2 separate regions of the Mus musculus genome follow, and region 1 is linked to region 2. Evidence: chromatin contacts called from public ChIA-PET data. All regions are on one chromosome and are shown on one strand. Each heading gives the region's core, a stretch centred on a gene start, on an enhancer-like site or on the middle of the called end of the contact. The rest is flanking DNA. Distances are from core to core; before and after follow the strand shown.

The links. ChIA-PET counts read pairs in DNA pulled down with a chosen protein or histone mark.
Region 1: a contact with region 2 is called in an RNA polymerase II ChIA-PET map of memory CD8 T cells, with 198 read pairs. The contact joins the promoter of Msl2 here to the enhancer-like site in region 2. A contact is called at or near these places in 16 of 39 promoter capture datasets (the 3T3-L1 cell line, 3T3-L1-derived adipocytes, the C10 cell line and 11 more), 1 of 15 datasets of contacts at CTCF or cohesin (pro-B cells), 12 of 484 Hi-C or Micro-C datasets (CD4 T cells, CD8 T cells, CD8 central memory T cells and 6 more), 32 of 115 datasets of contacts at active chromatin or transcription factors (the 230-238 cell line, T-cell acute lymphoblastic leukemia, Th17 cells and 23 more) and 2 of 9 other capture datasets (adipose tissue and liver).

Annotation. Positions count from the first base shown.
Region 1 is chr9:101,072,075-101,079,898 of GRCm38.p6, reverse strand. It overlaps Msl2 (MSL complex subunit 2), which reads right to left and starts at 5,137. Exons shown (of 2, transcript NM_001100451.2): 1 at 4,479-5,137. The coding sequence starts at 4,620. It also overlaps the pseudogene Gm46140.
Region 2 is chr9:100,454,449-100,462,051 of GRCm38.p6, reverse strand. It overlaps Il20rb (interleukin 20 receptor beta), which reads left to right. Exons shown (of 7, transcript NM_001033543.3): 6 at 520-662; 7 at 2,811-4,333. The coding sequence ends at 2,927. Among named protein-coding and RNA genes, the nearest start is that of Gm28166, 8.3 kb to the right of the region's middle. Within about 2 kb of position 3,906, at least 38 of the 459 cell types and tissues checked have an H3K27ac peak or open chromatin away from gene starts, as enhancers often do. A contact at or near this core is called in CD8 central memory T cells, T-cell acute lymphoblastic leukemia, Th1 cells and 2 more, where this site is marked.

The DNA of each region.
Region 1 (7,824 bases), core at 3,888-6,387, 620 kb before region 2:
TGCAAGACATCTGGCAACACCTTCTGGACTCTAAGAGCACATATTAGGTATACACACGCATGCACACACATACACACACATGAGTGCAGCCAAAACATTAACACACATAAAATAATTTTTTTTTAATTTTTTTTCTTTTAAGACACTACAGCTAAGTACAGTGGCACACTGCATTTAATCCCAACACTCTCAAGGTAGAGGCAGGCAGACTGTTGTGAGAGGCCAGCCTTAACTACACAGAAATTCCAGACCAGCCAGGACTAGTGAGGCCTTCTCTCAAATTAAAAAGAAGAAGAAAGCCCACCATAGGAGCTGAAGAGATAGCTATCCAGTTAAAAACACCTGCTACTAGCAGGCGGTGGTGGTACCTGACTTCAATTCCAACAACTGGAAGGCAAAGGCAGGCCAGCCTGGTCTATAAACCCAGTTCCAGGACAGCTAGGGCTACACACACAGAGAAAACCTGTCTTAAACAAACAAGCAAGCAAGCACCTGCCACTTTTACAAGGAACGGGGATTAAGTTCCTAGCACAAACTAAAACTCCAGTTCCACGGGTTCCAAGACCCTCTTCTGACCTCCTAGGGCACCTGTGTGCCCCTGGGGCACATAGGCACTCAGGCTTATTATTATTTCAAAAAGTAATAATAAGCCCACAAATAACTACATTTAAGGAAAAAACAGATAAAGGAAACTAACTAGAGCAAATTTTAAAGCAACTTGTGTTCAGTAGTACAATGGTTTAAATAAAAATGGATACCACAGGTTCATAGGGAGTGGAATATTTTGAAAGGATAAAGACTTGAGGTCTTGTTGGAGTAGGTGTGGACTTGCTGGAGCAGAAGTTTATCACCAAGGGAAAGCTTTGAGGTTTTAGAAGCTCAAGCTTGCCATGCGTGTGTTTGTGTGTGCCTCTCTCTTTTTCTCTCCTCTCTCTGTCTCTCTGTCTCTGTCTCTCTTTCCCTCTCTCTCTCCTTGTGGTACCTACAGATCCAAATACAGAAGCCTCTGGCCTCCTTCTCTAGCACCATGTCTGTTTGCCAGGCCACCATGCTTCCTGCCTTAACACTTATGTGCTACACCTCTGACCCAGTAAGGCAGGCCCAGCTAAATGTTTCCCTTTGTAAGAGCTGCCATGGTCATGGTGCCCTAACTAAGACAAGTAGCGCGAGAGAGCGCGAACATTGGGCTTTTCCCCTCCCTCCTTGGGCAGAAAAGAGTGAAAGGAGCAGCACAAAATGCACAACAAACAGTTTTCCCCCCAGAGACATACATACAGCAGGTCCTAAGATAACTATCAAATCTGAGTTGAAAGGAACTATAACATAGCCTAACAACTACAACGAAGAGTTATAGAGGTAGAGTGAGCAAGGAACATTCACAGAAGGGAACAAATTGAGTTTTAGGACCTTTACAGAAAGTGAGCATTATCTTAAGGCAAGAGAAACTTTAGGGAAGCCAGGCCCTACGGATGCAGGACTCTAGTGGCAAGTATTCACAAGGCTGAGGAGTGACGGTCACTAGTTTAAGGACCTAGTTCAAGCTAGTCAACTATACATGTATATGATATGCACAAGGTCCCATGGTATATGATATGCACAAGGTCCCATGTTCAAGCCCCAGAAAGTGGGGAAGAAACATAAGGAAGAAAAATATAAATAACATGCTTAAAAAGGTAAAAACAAAATAAAAACATCTATTTTATTGTGGAATATTGACCACAAATACAACATCCTATTTACAGCACCAGGACAGAATTAAATTTAATTTTCACATATTTATTATTTTCATGAAATAAAACTGCACATGAATATTATTAGTGAGCTTGTTTTTGACCTTAAAAAAAATTATAGGATTGCACCTGGCACAAAAATAAGCAGTGCTAGAGCTGAATAAAAATAATTTCTCCTTCTCTTCATAATCATGGGCTTGTGGGGTATGGGGGAAAAACTTAGACCAGTATCTCTTATTATCAAAATGTCATGAAAGGCCACCCAATTTTAAGTAAAACCCACAAACCTTTTCCATAATATGAAAGGAAAGGAGACAAGAGCCAAAGAGAATAATCACTAAGTTAAACAGTCATAAAATCAATTGTGTTGCCAAGACTTGAGTATTAAATAGGCTTCTTATGTGGAACTTCAGGGCCAATGAGATAGTTCAGCAGTTAAGAGCACAAACTGTTCTTCAGGAGACCAGGGCTTGACTCCCAGCACCTACATGGCAGCTCATAATAGGAACTCCATTCCCAGGGGATACAACTCTCTTCTGACCTCCTCAGGCACAGCACACACAGTGTATACACACACACACAGACAAAACAGCCAAACACATAAAAGTAATCTTTTTAATGTGACTTTATATTTAATGTCTTTTTTAAATCCATGTTTAAATTATTAAGGCCATGCTTAGTTAAACCATCTCTGAATAATTTAAAATCCCACCTGGCGTGGTGGAACACACCAAGAATCCTTGCACTGAGAAGACTGAGGCAGGATCTTCATCAGTTTGAAGTCAGCCTAGTATATGTAGTGAGACATGTCTCGGAAAAATAAAAGAAAGAGAGAGAGAGAGAGAGAGATAGAATATAGTGTAGAGCAGGATGCTTATCTGGCCCTTGAAAGCCCTGGGCTGCCCACTCAGCGATGCAAAAAGCAAAGGTTTTCAAGTTCCAAGCACCGTCCACAATCACCATTTTCTAGCAGAGCTAAGACCTGCCCATCTGGTAAAGAGGGTTAACATATTTTCAAGTGTTAGCTGAAAATGCCTTTACTAAGTACAACTGTCTACAGAATAATATGGCCATGACCTTACTGACCTGTCTGTCCCCTACTTTACCACTTCAACAAACCTACTGATCCTCCTCAAAAACAAAGGGGGAGGCATGTCAGGGAGAAGTTGGGCCACACCAGAGCCTCAAGCTTACACGCTCTGTAAGTGAACTCAGAGGCAGGGCCCTGATTTTGATGACCAGCGCCACTAAAAAATTAAAAATGAGACTGCAAGAGAGAATACCATTAAACCAAGCAAATTCTCAGTCCACTCCCCTTGGCTTTATCTAAACTGAAAGCAAACTAACAGCACCTAGCCCTAAAGCCCTCACTTCACACACCAAGACGCTGAGGCCTAAGGCAGCGGTTTAGTCATCTGCTCTGAGCGACTGCTTCCCTGTAAGTACTGTGTGTTAGTCGTCAAGGCAAGTGCTTAATCACTTGGTTGCTTAAACGCTTACGAAATTAAGTACCTAACCAGGAAAAACCCAATCTCCACCCTTTTGGCACCCCTCAGAGTCCGGCCCTGAGCTATACAAAAATGATGGATGAATCCTGAATACCATTTCTATGGCTCAGCCATTACTATCTCCACTTCAAGGGCCTCAATGTCTAAATTGTGACTGAACAGAGAGTCTGGGTTAACAAAGCCTCCAACACAGTAAGTGGAGAACATCATCAGTACTTCCTTGTTGCTCTCATTTCTATTAAACGTCTCGTTTTCTAATAGGCGGAGGACTTATACCATCTCAAGAGGGACAGAGGATAATCGTTCTGGTTTTCTGAGTGTCAAATACTATTTGTGCCCAGTTAACACGAGTCATCACCCTTTAAACACTTTCCAGTTAGACAATATTTTCACTCATCTCTTACGATTGATTAAGTATTGTAACCGACAGGGGCTAATACCCTTTGAAAAAAATCTTAAAATAATCCTCTGAAACGGGACATGGCTGTGCATGCCTGAAATACCGGCATTCAAGAGACTGAGACACTAAGACCACTAGTTCGAAGTCCGCCTAAGCTACATAGTAGGAACCTGTCTTAAATAAGCAAGTAAATAAACAATGCGACTCTGCCAGGCCACCTGACATTAAAACTACAGAAAATCTAGTCTGTAAAAAGATCTCACCAACTAAAAAGTACCATCAGCTTCATTAGGTCAGTGCTAACCTTCAAACCATCTGTTGTAGAACCTGGGGCACTGAGGTCTCTGGCTGGAGGTGCATCAAGATTATACCATCCACCCTCTGCAAAACACGAGTGCAGTGCATATTTCTTAACAATGTTTGACCACATTTAATGACAATGGTATTCAATCAGTTCCCGCAGCAGAGGTTTTAAAAAGAAGGCAGCATGCCGCTGGCATTTCAACCCCATTTAAGACATCACCGCTATACGTGTGAAGCCGTCGAAGAATTTTTTAAAATGTATTTTAAAAAAATAAAACACCAGAAAGATGTGTCAAAGCGAAATAAAACCATTTTGAACGTTAAAGCCTCCGTACAAAGGTGGCTGAAAAAGGCTCTCGGCCTTTCTGAAACGCCGGGCAAAAGTCCCTGGGCGACTTTCAAAACTAACGACCGTGTACTACTGCACAGTACCACCCCTTAAGACGAACTACCGGCCGGCCAACCGTTCACGTTACTACTGCCAAAGGAACTTTAGAAAACAAGCAGGGAAAGGGGAACAATAAAGAAGCGTCTCACCGCAAACACAGCACGAGAGGGACTGTCGGAAGTAAGGCAAGAGCCTGTTAATCTCTGTAAACGCCTTGGGGTCTCCGGGGTCGTAGTTGAGCACTAGGCGGCTCGCGGAAATGTAGAGAGCAGTAGCATTCACCGGGTTCATTGCAGACACTTCGACACCAATGGCTCCCGGTTGAAAAGAAATTCCGGATCCAAGTTTGTAAGCAGCCAGGGAACAATGGCGAATTTAAAACAATTCGGAAGAAATCTGAGCAGAACCCCTGGCCAAAGCAGCAACCAAAATCCGTGCAAGTTTGTGAAGCTGAAGCAATCCTCCCACACATGGGGGCCTCGGCGCCCCTCCTCTGTCCCTGAGACTTGCAGACCAAAGAGAGACAAGCGAAATCAGCGATCGAGTTCGTCCGACACGGCCGCGGCTGGGTGCTCCGGACGGGCTCCGGGTTCGCTCTAGCCCCGCGGCTCGGCGGGCGGCCTGCGCTCGAGCAGCATGTCCGGCCGCGGAGGCACCTCCGGGTGGAGCTGGCGCGCACGGGAGCGGGCCCGGTGGGGTCCAAGCGGTCCACACGTTTCTCTTCCGACGGCGGGGCCCTTACTCCATCGCAGCGACGTCGCGGAGGCAGCGGGACGGTGGGGACTACGGCGCAGGCGTCGGATTCCCGGGTCTAGTGCCAGCAGCCGCGGCGGCGGAGGTTGCTGTTGCTGCTGTGGCTGCTACTGCTGCTGCTGCTACTGCGGCGGGAGCGCGCCGCTGCCGTTCTCGCCATGCCGGACGCGGGGCCCACGCTGCGCCTGGCGCGGCAGGCGGGCGGGAGGGAGGCCCCCGCCCGAAAGGGAGGCCCGGGAGGAAGTGCGCGCGGGGCCCGGCGGCGGGAGGGGGCGGGGAGCAGGCCCGGCAGGCAGGCAGGCAGGCAGGCAGGCAGGCGGCGACGGCGGCGCCCCTCCGCTTCTCAGCCGCACACTTGGGGTCACCAGCGCAAGCGCCGCCCCCTCACAGCCCGGCCATCTTTTCGGCACGGCACGGACGACTCCTCCAAGCGCGACTGCCACGGTGCTGCGCCGCCGCCGCCGCCGCCGCCGCCGCCGCCTGCCTGCCCAGCCGCGGTTTAAGCGAGCTCACCCCGCCAGGCCGCCGCCGCCGCCACCCAGCGCGCACGACCAGGCCCGCTGCAGGCCCCTCCCTCGCGCCTGGCCGCCCTCACGCTTCTTCTCGCGCCGCTCTAGCTCCGTTGGGCCGGGGCTACTCCGGCCGCAGTAGATGGTGCGGCGCCTCAGGCCCGGCCGGTAACGACGACCGTTACCCCAACGGGCAAAGACACTGTCATCCCCGAGCCTCCCCCGCCGCCGTCGTCGCTAGCCCTTGTACGCATGCGCACAGCGCGCTCTCACCCCCCCTCCCCACCCCCACCCCCCGCCCTTCCTCTCCCTCCGCTTCCCTTTTCCCCTGCTTCTCCTCTAAAAGCCCCCTCCACACCCTCCCCGCGCTGCCGGCTTCACTGCGCATGCACAAACCCCCCCAACACACCCACCCCGACCCTACCGCCTTTCGCCCTTACGCGTGCGCTTTGACCGCCCACCCAGAAAACCGGATAAACACATTAGCCCGCTCACGCCAGCCCCGCCCTGCCCCGCCGCCAGCACACCCCGAGCTCACTGCGCATGTCTGGCTCGCCACTTACGGTTCCGTGCACGGAGCATGCTCGGTTTCGAGCCGGACGCGCTCTCCGCCCCTCCCCCACGTGCTCTCCAATCCGGTCTCCCAGGCGTGTGGGTTGTGGTGAATTGGGGTAGCGGGCACGGTCTCCCCTCGCGTGGGCTGCCCGCGTCGCGCCGTGGGGCGGAGGTGGGGGGAGGGTGTTCGGGGACCGGAGTTGACCCCAGTGGGAGGATGGCAGCCCAGCCCCGGCCTCGCCGGCCTCCTCCCGGAACCTAGCGCGTGGCGGGCCGTGGACTAGGCGCTGGCCCACAAGTTTGAAAGCCACTCCTCTAGGTCCCCAGCGAGCCTGCCCTTGTGCGTGGACACAGCCCGCGATGTATGCTCTGGTTCTGTAGAGTCCGAAAGTGTCTGAGTCCTTCGTTGTTCTGCATTAAAACACACACACGCACACACAAAGCTTTTGCCTTTTTTGCAGAAGGCTGAGGACACTTGGATATAAATAAAGCCTAACAGCGTGATTCTCCCCTCTCAAAATACAAACCCGTTTTTGGGTAGCACAAATAGAAACTGCTCTTCCGACATGATATTTTTTGCACATACTAACGCTGTACACGTTCACAAAGTGAAGCTTATGAGGTGTGCAAACCTTTTACATATGTGTGCTTATGGTATACCAAAATGCTAATTTTAGGGACTGGCCCATAAGTTATCAAGGAAACACAAACAATCTTACGACTTGAAGACAGATTCTGTTTTTTTGTTTTTCTTTTAGTAAAGCCTAACATACAGTACCAGTAAGAATCCAACTTCTTAATTTTATATATCAGCAGAGTAAGCTGTGGAGGATGTATTTAGTAGTCACACGTGGGAAACGATATGTATTCTAAAATTAGCTCATTTTAAAGGCTCCATCTGCCATTTTCTCTTTATGATAGCTATTTTCTAAGGTCACTTCCAAACAAAACCGTTATACAGATCTATTTTTATTCCAGGTTCCTCTTAGGTCTTCTTCCACTGCACGCAGGTTGCTCTCCTCCAAAGGAGAAACTTGAAGGATAAAAGCCCAGGACTGCTTACATCCAGGCAGGCAGCATAGATGAGTCGTCACCCTGGGAAACAGACTACTTGCAGGCATTTTTTTCCCCCTGTAACTAGATTTTTAAAATCTTTGGGAGTTGCACACCCCAATTTAAGATTAATTCTATTGATGGTCTGTGTGAGTCAGAGTTAAATCCATTCTTTTTTCAGCTTCTGAATTGGTTGCAACTGGTAATAGATTATGGCACTAACGAGCACATCAACTTGAACTGTACCCCTTTCTTTTATTAGCCTGCTTGAGCCTCGCTTGAACAGGAATCAAATGGATTGTTTATAGAAAATGAATTGCTTAACCTAAATATTTAGGGGGAAAATCACATAAAGGTCAAGCCCATTAAGAGTGCCCACCTAGCCGGGCGTGGTGGCACACACCTTTAATCCCAGCACTTGGGAGGCCGAAGCAGGCAGATTTCTGAGTTTGAGGCCAGCCTGGTCTACAGAGTGAGTTCCAGGACAGGCTATACAGAGAAACCCTGTCTCGGAAAAAAAAAAAAAAAGAGTGCCCACCTAAGATCTTTTTATATATTAGCCATTTTAGGGGGAAATCCGGTTAATGTCTTGCAAGTGATTACTTGACAGCCAATGTATACAGCC
Region 2 (7,603 bases), core at 2,657-5,156:
TGAACCTTAGCAGAGTCCTGAGGGAGTGGAAGTCGACCTAGCACACGTAATAGGCCCTTGATCTGTCAGTTATTATGTGACTGTCTAGGGGACTTAATATTTTCCTCCATCATCGGAGTCAATGCCAAGAGCAAATTGTGAAACACTTTGTTTTTGGCTTCCACCGAGCCCTGTTCTGGGCTGTTCTGCTCCAGCACCTCCTCTTCATCCTGCCTGGGACCTGGCAGCCTGCCTTCCTCTGGTAGCAGTGCCAGGCACATGCTCCCATGAACAAAGCCTTACATTCCCCGTCCCCTTCCCGAGACAGAGATGGTAATCGTCTCTCTGAAAAACAGCACTCGAATTGAACTTCTAGAAGAATGGTGGTAGTTGTAGCCATTGGAGGACACACCAAGTCGCAGGGTGTGTCACCTGCCAGCTTGACCTGAGTGCAGCTCTAAGAAACTCTCGGAGGTGGGTGCGGGACTGGGGCTCCCCTTCCCTGCAGTTCCCAAGCCTTCTCTTATGATTTGTCCATAGGAGAGTCTCTTCCGCTGGCACTAGCTCTGTTTGCGTTTGTTGGCTTCATGCTGATTCTCGTGGTTGTACTACTCTCCGTCTGGAAGATGGGCCAGCTGCTCCGGTATTCTTGCTGCCCCGCCGTTGTCCTCCCAGACACCTTGGTAAGAACATTCCTGTACCTGTCAGTGTGATGCTGGCCAGATGCATCATGGGCCTTAGTGGGGCATAGACATGTTTTTCATGGTTTATGAAGATATGCAGAGACTGGAGCAAGCATCATTGGGACTTCACTTGTCTTAGTCTGTGATGCTGTAATAAAATACCACAGACTAGGTCATCTATAGAGAATAGAAGTTCAGTGGCTTCTGGAGGCTGGGGATGGTGATGGTGGAATGAAGACAGAAGGGGCTTATGGGTAAAGGTCTTCTTGCTCTTACAACATGGCTAAATGTGATAGAACAAAATTTCACACTGGTAGCCTTAAGGCCTTATAGTTTACATTTATGTAGTTGAGCCTTTACATTACCTCCCACAGTTCCTACCCCAGCCCCATTGCGCTGGGCTTTTGTTTCCAACATGTGGTTTTTGAGGAAACGCTCAGGTCGCAATAGCTCCTGATCAGAAGGTCTGGGTGAGTTCTCCCTTTTCCAGAGTATAGTAAGCATCCCGAGGCTCTGGCAGGCCATTTTGCTGTTCCCCCGCCCTCCAGATCTAGCAATACCAAAAGGGTGGCTGGCTGTGTTGTTCAGCCCAGGGTGCCTACGGTTTCAAGAGTCACGCATGCAAAGAGTCTCACGATTCTCAGGTTTGAAGATCGTGTGGCATGAACTGTGCTTTGCCTTGGACAGGCATGGAGCAGGCCAGGGCGACAGTCTGGACCTTCACAGTGACTGCTCAAAGAGCTGTCCTTCCAGGGACCCACAAGCCCAGGATGCTCATGGAGCATGTCTCTGAGCCTCTGGGTAGGTGTAGGCAGGCCCTGTGTGCCTGCACCCTGGCCGGGGAAGAGTAAAGGCTGGCCTCAGCCGCTCACACATGTTCCACCGGTGGCTCTTCAGAGGCCTCCTAGATCTCAACCACACCAAGCAGTATAATCAAAGAAAGAAAGAACAAACAGGAAGCACTGCGTGCGCGCGCACACACACACACACACCCACACACCCACACACCCATCCCTGTCACCTGAAAGGTGTCACAGTGCTGTCTTGTGGGCAGTCAGTTGCTCCAGTGCATCAGAACCAGCTGTGGCTGTCGTCCACACACTGTCGGGGCTCCTTAACAGCCTGCAGTTTCTATGAAGCTGCTCTTGTGTGGCTTGCTTTTAGGTCTCTACAAGAGACCTGACAAGAGGAATAACTCCCCCTTTAACCAGGTCTTCAGGTTGCCCTCCACCCAGCTCTCCTGTCTCGGTCATTTCCAAGTAGTCATAACAGTGTTAGCAGGCAGTAGCAGTAGCAGAGCCGAGCACCAGGGCTCTTGTGAGGACGCTCATGGGTTGATTCAGATCACTGAGTTTGCCCCGACTTCTGTCTGCTACTTGATTGCGAGAACACGATAACGAATCTATCTATGAGTGTAGCTACCTCGGTTTCTTCCTGTTCGTCAACTTTCCATGCACTTTTGCTTTTTTATTTTTCGAGATAGGGTCTCACTATGTAGCTCTGGTTGTCCTGGAACTCACTTTGTAGACCAGGCTGGCCTCGAACTCAGAAATCTGCCTGCCTCTGCCTCCCAAGTGCTGAGATTAACGGCGTGTGCCACCACACTCAGAAAATTTTCATGCATTTGAGTGTGTACACATTTCTGATTGCTGGATCTTCTTAACTAAACCTTTCAGCATTATGATGGGTTTCTTTTTATTTTTGATAATATTCAATTCTTTTTGTTTGTTGCTTATATGGTATATCCTTTATAAACTTCTGTGTTCAAGTTTAAAGTGCCTTTTGTAGACAGGCCCCTAATGTGAAGATCAGAGTTAGGGTCCCCAGAACCTATATAAATGCTGAACAAGGGATCAAGGAAAACTTAGAATGCCATCTAGGGCCTGAACATAAGAGCACATGTATCCACCTACACATGTGAAAACACAGAAACACACACAAGCACACATGCACACATGAACACATACATGCACATACACATGACACACACACGTGCACACATGCATATACACATATGCACACATTCATGAAAGTGCACACATGTGCTTGAAAAGGAAGTTAAATAGTAGGGATTTATACAATAGTCTTTGTTGCTACCACCACTCAAGCAATGTCTAATGAATAATTTTTATGAAAATGATTTTTTAGAAAATAACCAGTTCGTCTCAGAAGCTGATCAGCTGCAGGAAGGAGGAGGTGGACGCCTGTGCTGTGGCTGTGCTGTCCTCGGAGCATCTCTTTGGGGTCTGGATCTCACAGACTTGAGAAGGACCTGATGGATTAACAGCCTGGTCTGCAGGACCCAGAACCCTGGATGGGGTGGGTTGTGTTTCTGTTTTCCTCTGTGGACAAAAGACAAAGAGAAGTAACAGGAGCCTACTGTGTGCACGTCTAGCAGTGACCGTCAGAGGCAGAGTGGCGTGACCATCCAAGAGTGACAGAAATAGTCTAGAGAGGTGATCCCCAGACACACAGTTACCATACGCTCACTGAAAAACAGTGGAGAAAATGGCTTCATACCTCGGACCCCCGCTTTGTCACCTGTAGTGGGGATTAAATGGTTTCTCCCCTCATCTCTGTGTGTATACAAACTCGCACTTGCAGGTTGGCAAGGAGACTGGTGGCACTGTGCACAACGGTGAGTTCAGATCATGCGGACTGTGGGGCATACGCGTGTGCTAAGAATGATCAGAGTACTCAGCCGGGTGCAAAATCTCAGCACTTTGGAGGAGCGGGAGAGAAAATCACAGCCTAGACGACACGGTGAAACCCCATCTGAAGTAAACAACCGAACAACCAAGAGTAATAAACCTCCTTTTGTCAAATCAAACTCAGACCACTGTTGGTTTGGACTTCCCTCTTTACAAGAGGAAACCCGAGGAGGGACGGAAGAATGGGAGGGCTGTTTCACTTCAAGCCAAATCCTGTCAGCACGCTCTGCTGAGGGTGACATCGAGAGAGGCCGTAGCCCGTCCATGATGGGACATGCGCGGATGCTGCTGTGGGTTCATGAAATGTCATCAGATCCTAGGACCTTGTCCACAGTAAATCACACCAGCTCTCTTCCTAAGGACAATTCACTCAGGGTTTCTCAGTCGCTCTCAGGTACTCATCAGGAACCCCTGACTAGAGGCATAACCATCACTACCTCCAGGCAGCGAGGGAGGGGTGGAGGACAGCTTCAGTCAGAGGAGGATGAAAGGAGGTGGCTTCATCTCTCTCTGCAGAGTCAGGCTCACCACCACCTCCCCCTCTGGAACCTGGAGCTGGCTTGTCTCTGCCCCAACTTCCTGGGCTTCACCAGCCAGACAAGGGTAGAGACAGTGTAACGGTTTCAACCAGGTGCTTCCAGTCCGTCTTCAGCACAGATGCCAACGGCCTCATCTCTACTTTGGGGACTCCAGGAGAGATATGTAGGGGTGTGGGCAGATATGTAGGGGTGTGGGCTGAGGCTCCCTGCCTTTGTCCTGTTCTGTATATTTCTGCCTTGACTCTTTTGTGAAGCGTGTGTTAAATGTTATATTTCAACTGGTCTGGAAATGTGCTGTTTACAGAATTAAAAATTGCATACTTACATTAACCTTCATCTTTTCTCCCCTCTCTTCTCTGCTCCCTCACCCCAGGGACTTCATTCCTCTGTTACCTAAGCTCAGAATAAAGAATTACCCCGAGCCTTCCTCTGTTACAGTTTCTCATGGGATGCTCCCTGGTTTTGCTGGCCTCTGTAGCTACATAAAGACCTCTCTCAATTATTCTGTTGTCTCTTAAGGTTCCCAACATGTGGATATTGGACCCCACCCGAACATCAGAAACAGAGCCTGCTCCTGATGGGGGGATAGCTACCTCCTCAGAGCTGGTTTACTCTCTTAGAACCCTCTTTCCTCTCTCTGTCTGTGTAACAGTTCTAATTGTCAGCTTGATGCTATCTAGAATCAGGCAGGAAGATTCTGAGTGAGGGACTGTCTAGATCGGGTTGGCCTGAGCTCAGGTCTGTGGGGGATTGTCTTGATTATGTTAATTGATGTGGCCCTTGCTTCCCACAGACCCAGATTCTCTACTTGTGCCTTCACAGAACACTTAGCATCATCCCAAAACAAAGTCCCGCTTCATGGAGCTTGGATTTCAATGAACAATAGGGAGATGATTAAACAATACGATATTACTAGTAAGCGAATTATTAGTATACCGAGAGTTTATAATAAGCCTTAAGAAAAAGTGAAAAGATAGAGAATAAAATTGGCCCAGGGCAGGTCACAGCCCTCTAAAGATGAAAATGAACACCAACACCGGAACCCACACTTCTGTCCCCATGTAGCCCCTGGTGTGAGAGATTATGTGTGATTTGAGTCACAGTAACTTGGCAACAAATCCTCAGGGGTATGCTGTCTAAAACAAAATTTATTCAGTGTTTGTACTGTTTCTATTGATAGTTCTTTAAAAAGTTATTTTCCTAAGCTATCAGATGAAGCAAATGAATACTCTTTATTCTGAAAGAACCTGACTTTGGGCATCAAAACTGCGGAGGGTCAATTGTGGACGTCAAAGTTTGCATAGGAACAGTGTGTTGTTAGAACCAGATCTTTGATGGCCAGGGTTAATGTCAACTTAAGATAGGCTAGAGTCATCTGAGAGGAGTCAACTTAAGACAAACCAGAGTCACCTGGGAGGAGGGAACTTCAGTTAAGAAAATGCCTCCACAAGACTGGGTTGTAGGCAAGCCTGCAGGACATTTTCTTAAGTAGTGAATGATGGGGAAGGGCCCAACTCACTATGGACAATGCAGTCCCTGGACTGGTCTTTCTGGGATCCATAAGATAGACAGGCTGAGCAAGGCCAATGGCCTCTGTGTCAGCAACTGTCTATGGGTTCCTTCCCTGCTGGAGTTCCCACTCTGACTTCCCTCTCTGATGGATTGGAAGTGTAAGCAAAATAAACCCTTTCTTTCCCAAGTTACTTTTGGTCATGGTGGTTTTTTTTTTTTTCTTCTTCCCAGTAATAGAAACCCTAAGACAAAATTAAACAATGGATAATGTGGAGTCACGCCTGCATAAAATGCACAAGTCTTTTGTGCCACCTGAAGTTGGAAGTCACACCATTTGAAACCCATAGTTTGGTGTTAAAAAAAAAAAGTGCTTTTGCTTTTTCCTGTTGAAGTGGCAGGGTAGAATCAAACCCCTCCACAATGCACACCGATGACGTCATTTTGGTTCTCAACGTTGTTTATCCTCCAAGAAGTCAAGGTTTTCGTAGAACAATAGCTAATTCTGTGTCTGGTCTGGAAGGGAAAGGCTTGTGGGAATTCTAGAACATTTACTCCTTGCTCCATCAGAAAACCAAGTTTTGAACAATTGGGTCAGTCAAAACTTTACATAACCAGTCTAAAAGGAGTCTCTCCTGGCCACAGGTGGGGCAGAGTTGAGCACGCCGAGGAGAAAGGCTATCCGTCAATAAAAATCTACCTGAAATCATCAGCCCATAGGGATAACCAAGAAGACGATGGGACAAACTAATTCTCAAGATGAATTAAGTCCAGTGAGGTGGCTCAGATGGCTAAAGGCGTTGGCAGAGCAGGCCTGGAGACCTGGGCTCAACCCACGCCTGGAAACCACAGAAGGGGCAGGAGGGAGCAAATGCCACAAAGGGGTTCCCTGGCGTCCGCACAGTGGCACAACACACACACACACACACACACACACACACACACACACACATGCACACACCCTCCACACACATACAAAAGTAAAAATTTGAAAGAGAGCAACAGTATGTATTTCTGCTGCTAACTTGTCAGGTCTTGGAAAGTATCTATGTCAAACAAAACAAAAAACAAACACCCTGACAGACTTGGCTCAGCTCAAGGAAGACTATAGGAGGATTATTGGTGGTTAGATAAAAGCCAGCTTTCCTCAGGAACTTGTGAAATGGGATTCCCTCTGCCAAAAGGAGTCGTGTCCCTTGCCTCTGGCAGAGGGGACATGTGGCTGTCCATTGATACATACCCATGGCTGCAGATCAAAGTCTATGCTGGCCTCCAGGTTTCCTCAGACCCTACTTACACCCCAAAGCCCAGGTTAGCACCCTGGCCCTTGCCACTCCTCCCCCACTTTGCTAACTCCCAGGCTGCCTCCATTCACAGGCTTCCTTCCTCCCAGAAACCAGCCAGCTCTCTATAAGACTTTTTCCCCTTTCCCTCGTATGCTATTCTATACCATACTCCTTGCTACTCTGGCTAGTCTCAAGACTATTCTATGACACACACACACACACACACACACACACACACACACACACACACACACACACCTTTCTCTCTGCTCCCAATAGTGCTGGCCATGTCCAATCTGCTTATTTCTCCCTCTGCTCTGGACTCTTCCAGGTGCCTCTGGATGTTCTCTCTGTCTCTGTCTCTGTCTCTCTGTCTCTGGGCCCCCCACCCCGCCCCCTTGCCCCCCTGCCCCATTCACAATAAAATCTTCCCCCAATCGTGGAGCGGCCAGTTTGGCGGCTTCCTTACTGTGTCATCGCTCACAGTACTCATTTGTGTTGGGCTTATTGACACACTCGTTTTATCATTGGAAAATGCCAGCAATTGCCAAGAGGTCAGTCACAGGCCGATTTCTCCTCCACCAGTCCCTGTCTCCAGACACCACTTGCATCCACCTGCAGGCCTGTAATTGCCTCTCTGGGCTCTCCATCGATTGCTTCCCACACGTTACTGTCCCCTGTCACGTCAAGCGCCCGTTTCCCGCACTTTACTGTCTAGTCAAGGTTTCTTGCGAAACTTTCCGTTTTACTGAGGAGTTGCAATGCCGATGATATCTCTCCTCTGTGATACTCCTCCCTTTCTCTTTAAAATAGGCGTCTTGTTTTCCGTGGGCCTATTTCCTTCTTTGGCCTGTGTGACTTTTCTGGGGATGCGGATCTTTTTCCTTTGAATCCGG